Linked DNA regions of Zea mays: region 1 is linked to region 2. A link is a contact called in public Hi-C data. All regions are on one chromosome and are shown on one strand. Each heading gives the region's core, a stretch centred on a gene start, on an enhancer-like site or on the middle of the called end of the contact. The rest is flanking DNA. Distances are from core to core; before and after follow the strand shown. Region 1 holds the start of LOC100193043. Region 2 holds the start of LOC103646427.

Evidence for each region. Hi-C and Micro-C count contacts between places; a contact is called where the count stands out from the background.
Region 1: a Hi-C map of leaf shows a contact between it and region 2, with 7 times the contacts expected there. The contact joins the promoter of LOC100193043 here to the promoter of LOC103646427 in region 2. A contact is called at or near these places in 2 of 25 Hi-C or Micro-C datasets (ear and leaf).

What each region holds. Positions count from the first base shown.
Region 1 is chr2:50,611,877-50,614,836 of Zm-B73-REFERENCE-NAM-5.0, reverse strand. It overlaps LOC100193043, which reads right to left and starts at 1,384. Exons shown (of 5, transcript NM_001357854.2): 1 at 862-1,384; 2 at 301-618; 3 at 1-208. The coding sequence starts at 1,032. LOC103646429 reads right to left here. Exons shown (of 7, transcript XM_008671166.4): 6 at 2,323-2,960; 7 at 1,797-2,190. The coding sequence ends at 1,993.
Region 2 is chr2:50,330,549-50,333,683 of Zm-B73-REFERENCE-NAM-5.0, reverse strand. LOC103646427 reads left to right here and starts at 1,845. Exons shown (of 6, transcript XM_020548296.3): 1 at 1,845-2,353. The coding sequence starts at 2,174.

The sequences.
Region 1 (2,960 bases), core at 135-2,634, 280 kb before region 2:
GCATCCAATCTAGCGATGCTCCCATAAAAGTTTTGGCATCTGAAGAAGAATGCAGTTTTCCCGATTCACGTTCCCAGACATTAAGTTTTGTAGGGCTAGAAAAGCTCTCAGGGGCTACAAGTGTAGCGAAATACTTCCCATCCCCTCGCCAAGAAATTGCACTTCGACTCTGACCACCGGTACTGTCTGTGTTGTCAATGGTCTCGTCCTGAGAAGAAGGATGTTTAGAATTGGGAGAGAACACAAACACACACAAAAAGAACGTGTATATTCAGTAAGACTTTAGTATATTAAACATACTTGAGGGTCAAGTGAAGTCTCAAACAGCACTTCCCAGTCCTGTGTGATGACAAGCAGTTGGCCGAGTCCAGTGGTGACAGAGAGAAGGGCCCCATCGGGGCTAGAGGCAATGGTGTTGACACCACCTTCCAGTCTTCCGACAACTTCAGTTGTTTTCTCCTCCACGTTATATAAGAGAAGACAACCATCTGACGACCCAAGGAGTAGAGACTCCCTCTCCATAAGATAATCCATGGCAACAATGCGATCTCCAGGATCAAGAACAACCTCCTCCATGTCAGAGTGTTGAGTAGCAGTTTTGCTCCATTGCAGTAGTTGCTGCAGAAGTGGTACGAAAGCAAGATAGTCAGCACAACCTGGAAAGCTACAAGATGAAGTTGTTGGCATAGCGAACTTTTTTTCCTGGACTGAAAAAATTAAACCATTGGCTATACAAGAATACAGCAATATTTTAGTAAGTGTTGCTTGCTGGCTTTCTAGCGTAGACACAGTGAAAGAAACAAAGAAGCAAGGAAAAAAAAACTCGTCTTGATCAGCAGGGGATGGGGTGGAATTGGAGACCTGTTCCTGGGTGGAGGACGAGGGCAGTGAGACGGTGTAGATGAAGTTGGCGGAGGAAGCGAAGAAAGCGCGGCGGCTCTCTGCGTCGATGGCGGAGGCGACGAGGGTTTCGCCGTCTATCTGGAGCTGGAGCTGCTGCGGGAGCCTCGTCACAAGGCGCAGGTTCTTCATCTCGCCGACGCCGCGCTGCCGACGTCGAGGGTTTTAGTAGAAGCCGGTAGTTCGAGGAGTTTTTATTTGGTTTGCCGTTCGCTCGCTTTTGGGAAACGGCAGCTGGCGGCGGCGGCGGCCGTGGGCGGGCGGGACGGCGACGACGGCTGTGTTTTCGTTCGGTCGAAGAAATTGGCTAGGTCAACACGAGGATGAAAGGAAACCGCCGGAAGGCAGAAAGTAGAGAGCCCACCAAGGCCCAAAACAATGATTCGGGAAACTGTGTTGTTTGTTTTAAGGGAAATTTGGATCCATACCATTAAAAGATCACCACTTTGGATCCATACCATTACTATCTCACTTACATGTGGGTCCACATGAGTCAATGACATGTGGGGTCCATGGTATATATCTAAAGATTGGATCTTTTAATGGTATAGATCCAATTATTCCTTGTTTTAAATCACTTTTGGAATTCCTTCGTTTTTTTAAATCCATAGCTAACTACCACGTCACTAATTATCATTTTCAGAAAACACAGCCATAACACAAAAATAACTAACTTCCACTTCACATTTTTCCCTACCATATACCTCTCCATGTAGAGTTGTAGACCTTACAGTGTAACATCTTATCTCTGAGTTCCCAGTTTCTCATGTGGACTTTATGAGTTTGTAACATTTGTCCACTGTAGCCACATCCAACACATGGCATAGACAGTATTATTTATAGAGAGAAATTTTAAAATAAAAGATGAGATTAGAGAGATGGTTGGACATGGCATAGACAGTATTATTTTAAGATTTATGCGATCGATCCTGAAGCTGCATTGCCGCGTACATGCATCCTGATACATTTCATGAAGTACAGACAAAACCTTAGAACAGCTATTCAAATTATTCATATGCAGATATGCTATACCCCTTTACACGTGAAATCTGTACAGGTCGAAAACCCAAAAGAAACGCCAGGCAAAAAGTTTCATCGGCGAGAGCGACGAAGCCAATCCTGGATAGCGAACCGAAGGGCGTGGTTAGGTGTGAGACTGAGATGCTCCAGTTTCAGGTTGTTCAGAGGCGCTGTCCCCTGCCCAGTCTCCAACTCCATCCGCTCACGGATCGCCCGCCCTTCGTAGGTCACCCCATCAGCAGCGCACACCTGAGGATCATGCATTATCTCCTGCAAGCCAAAACAGAAGAGGGAAAGAATAAAAGAAACGCACCGAGTTTCTTGTCATCATCACAATTCACATCGATCCAACCCCCATACCCGTTTCCCTAGTTAACAATGGTGCAAGACGATGGTACTTGCCTGCATAATCGGGCACAGGAAAGAGGAGGGTGCTTGTTCCTCCTCCCTCGTCAAGTGTAGCTGTTCCAGCTCTCGTACGGTCTCAGCAGTCAGGTCTGGGCGATCCCGGCTTCTGTCCTCACTGCACCTCAGGCCCAGTTCCGCTAGCCTTCCGGCCACCTCCATAGGCCAATGCCCAGCAGCAGGGTCGAGAATTGACGATAGCTTGCCACAAGCCATGGCACACCTTACTTCACCAGCAAGCCGCCGTGCAGGCTCCTGTCTTCCGGTCAGTAGCTGGAGTATCACGGTTCCGAAGCAGTATACGTCAGACTTGGGTGTCAACACTTTGCTTCTCATGTACTCCGGATCTGCGTAGGGAAAAGACCCTTCCGGAGGCTCAGAACCCCCCGACGGGTAATCCTTCACGTCGCCTGTGAATAGCCGAGAGATACCGAAATCGGCTATCTTGCAATGGCATTCGGTATCTAGAAGGATGTTCTCGAGTTTCAAGTTGCCGTGTACGATCGTCTGAGGCTTACAGGAATGCAAGAACAGCAGCGCGTCTGAGATCTCGGCGACGATGCGTGCACGAATTCTCCACGGCAAGTGACGGCTGCTGCGTCTGCTGAAGAGGCGGTCGTGAAGGCTCCCGTTTG
Region 2 (3,135 bases), core at 596-3,095:
CAAGACATTTGTAATCAAAGCAAGAGACACCAATTGTGTGGTGGTCCTTGCGGGGTCTAAGTGACCTATTTGATTGAGGAGAAAAGCTCACTCGGTCTAAGTGACCGTTTGAGAGAGGAAAAGGGTTGAAAGAGACCCGGTCTTTGTGACCACCTCAACGGGGAGTATGTTTGCAAGAACCGAACCTCGGTAAAACAAATCACCGTGTCATCCGTTCTATTTATTTGGTTGATTTGTTTTAGCCCTCTCTTGCGAACTCCGTTTTATTTCTAACATCAACCCCGGCTTGTAGTTGTGCTTAAAGTTATAAATTTCAGATTTGGCTATTCACCCCCTCTAGGCAACTTTCAGTAGACCCCAATGTGCAGCGCACTGCACACCCACTCTGCCACACAAAACGCAACCACGAGCGAGCCCACACGACCAACGCATCTCCAACAACCATCAACGTGCAGACACCCAATATAAGGCACAAGTGGCATTGCGGCAGGATGTTGCAGCATGCTAGGCCTGCAAAAATGTCGTAGTGGTACTCACCCTCAGCCAAGGTCGGACCTTATCGACAAGTGCGATTGCACATGGCCCAAAATTCTGAGGGGCCTAAAAAACTTCTTAGCTCAACAGTAAGCCTAAACAATATTTATCAGTGAACAGACTAACATTATATCATCTAAGCTGAACTCAATTAACAACTAGATTGTTGCTCTTCAAACACATTTATCAATACATTTGTTTATTTATGTATTCTATTACAATATAATTTCTTAAAAACAGATAGATTTAATATAAAGAGTTATAAGTGTTATCTAGTAAACCTTTTACAATTCAGAATACATAAATTATATAATTTTGATTATATTTTTCTATAAAATAAGACCTCTTTTGAATTTTAGTACAAGACCTCTAAATTTACCACCCCGTCCCTGCTCTCAGCCCACTGTCCCAAGACAGGTGCTGTGTCCACTGCCTCCTTCGCTAAACGTGCTTTGTTTTAGTAGCTCTTCCTTTAATCTATTTTTTTGTTCGGCCACTGCCATGAAAAACGTAGTGTTTCCCGTGATATAAATAAAAATCCGTTTTAATGCACTTCGCGATGAGCCTTGCTGGCCGCTCTGGATCGTAGACGCTCGAATAAAGATAGTTTTTGTTTCATATAATTAGTAGCGAAGAGCCAGAATAGATGAATGATAAATTACGCTTTAATATTATATATGTACATTATATGTATAGCTATTATGTATATAGATATAGAATTGTACTCTTTTTTAAGGTTGAGGGAGTACTTGTCGCCTGCATGTATATCAACTTTTGGTTTGCTTGGCACTGTTTTTTTCAAGTTATATTAGTCCTCTATCCATTCTAAATTATAAAATAGTTTTTATCTTTTTAGACACAGATTTTTTATATACTTAGATATACATCATATCTCGATATACAGTTAGAGAAATATATCTAAAAATATCAAAACATCTCATAATAAAGAGTGTAGCACTGAGCACATTTCTTAAAATTCATTGTTCTTCAAACCTTTTATTCAGACAGAGTTACAGGCGCAGAAGCACACATACATATGAGCAAAATCGATTAAGTTAATTACAAACGTAATCCTAAATGAATTCCTTGTGCCGCACTATATGCTAGTTGCTAGCCTAGTAGCCTCCGTGTGGAGAGGAACCACACGTTCCTCCTAAGAAGGAAAAAAAAAACAAAAATCACGAAGCAGACAGCACCGGACACACTGACGCGGACTTGGAAAGGCACTGGAGGGGCAGTTTGGTCAAACCCGCAGGCCGAGAGGAAAGAAAGTGCCCGGCCCACCCGCTGGGATCAACTGCCGAACCGTCTGGAAGGCACTAACGCCGTGACAACACTCAAATTACCAAAACACCCTCGTCCATCTTCGACTGAGCTCGGCCGTCCGATCACCTTCAAGATTCCCGAACCGCTTCCCACGGCAGCTCGCTCCCTATATGAATCGAGCGGCGCGCGATCATCCATTAACGGAACAAAGTACTTGCGAGGCAACGGGAAGGAGGTAGAAGAGGGAGAGTAAAGTAGCGCGCCGCAGCCGCAGCGGAGGAAAGGCAAGGGCGGCGAGGGAACACGCGGTTGCTTGCGGAAACCCGCTCGACTCGGTCTCTCCGCCCGCGAGTTGGGTTGATCGGAGGGTTTGATGACGGGGGCGCGGGAGCCGGTGGCCATGGAGATACCAGCGGAGGAAGGGCCAGCGGCGGCGAGGGCGCCGCCGCGGCGGATTAGGAGGAGGCTGGTGGAGGGGGCGCGCGGCGGTGGGGCGCCGGCGAGCGTGGAGGAGATCGAGGCCAGGCTTAGGGAGGCCGAGCTCCGGAGGCAGGTACGTGTCCCTTTCGTCCTGTTTCCTTCTTCCCGCCGCGTGCTAGTTTGGTTTACGTTGCTTCTTGCTTGCTCGTAGTTGCCAGTTGGGTTGCTTCGGCGTGAACTGTGAAGTCGAAATAATTCGTAGCGGTCACGATAATTACTTGATCGCTTTTTACTGGTGCGGTGAGGCGAGGCCAGGGTAGTTGTTCTCCGCCCGTTTCTGAAGCTGTTCTTTTTTTTTTTCTGGATTTCTCCTGCGATTTCATTGGCCATTAATTCCAAATTGGAGTTCCTTTTGGCGAGACAAAACCTGTTTTACTCTTTTCATGTGCGAATTTGTTGGCAAGTAAGGGTGTAGGAACGAGGAATTGGGAGGTGCAGACTGCAGAGTGTGTGGATTGTGGAAGGTTTGGGAAAATTGGATGAGCACCGTTAAAGGATCTCTGGTTTAGAAAATACTACTGAAAGATTTAGTTGTAGAAAACTAGCACCTGAAGGTTGCTCCGTTGTTTCGTTTTACCATCCACGTTGACTTGTCCGGAAAAAAATTGGTTGGAGCAACACAAGCACCGACCGCGTGGATTGGCTTAGAAGTAACTTGACACACATGTACCTCTGCAAAATTTGGTGACCAAAAACATGGTTGGAGCTTTTTGTTGCTTAATGTGAATTGTGATTTGCTAGTCGATGTTTTGTTAAATTTGCTCTAAACCGTTTAATGAGGAGTCTCTTGATGGGTCTCTAGGGGCCTAAGTTAAAAAAATTAAGCCCGTCTCTTCACGGACTTTCGTAGTCTTT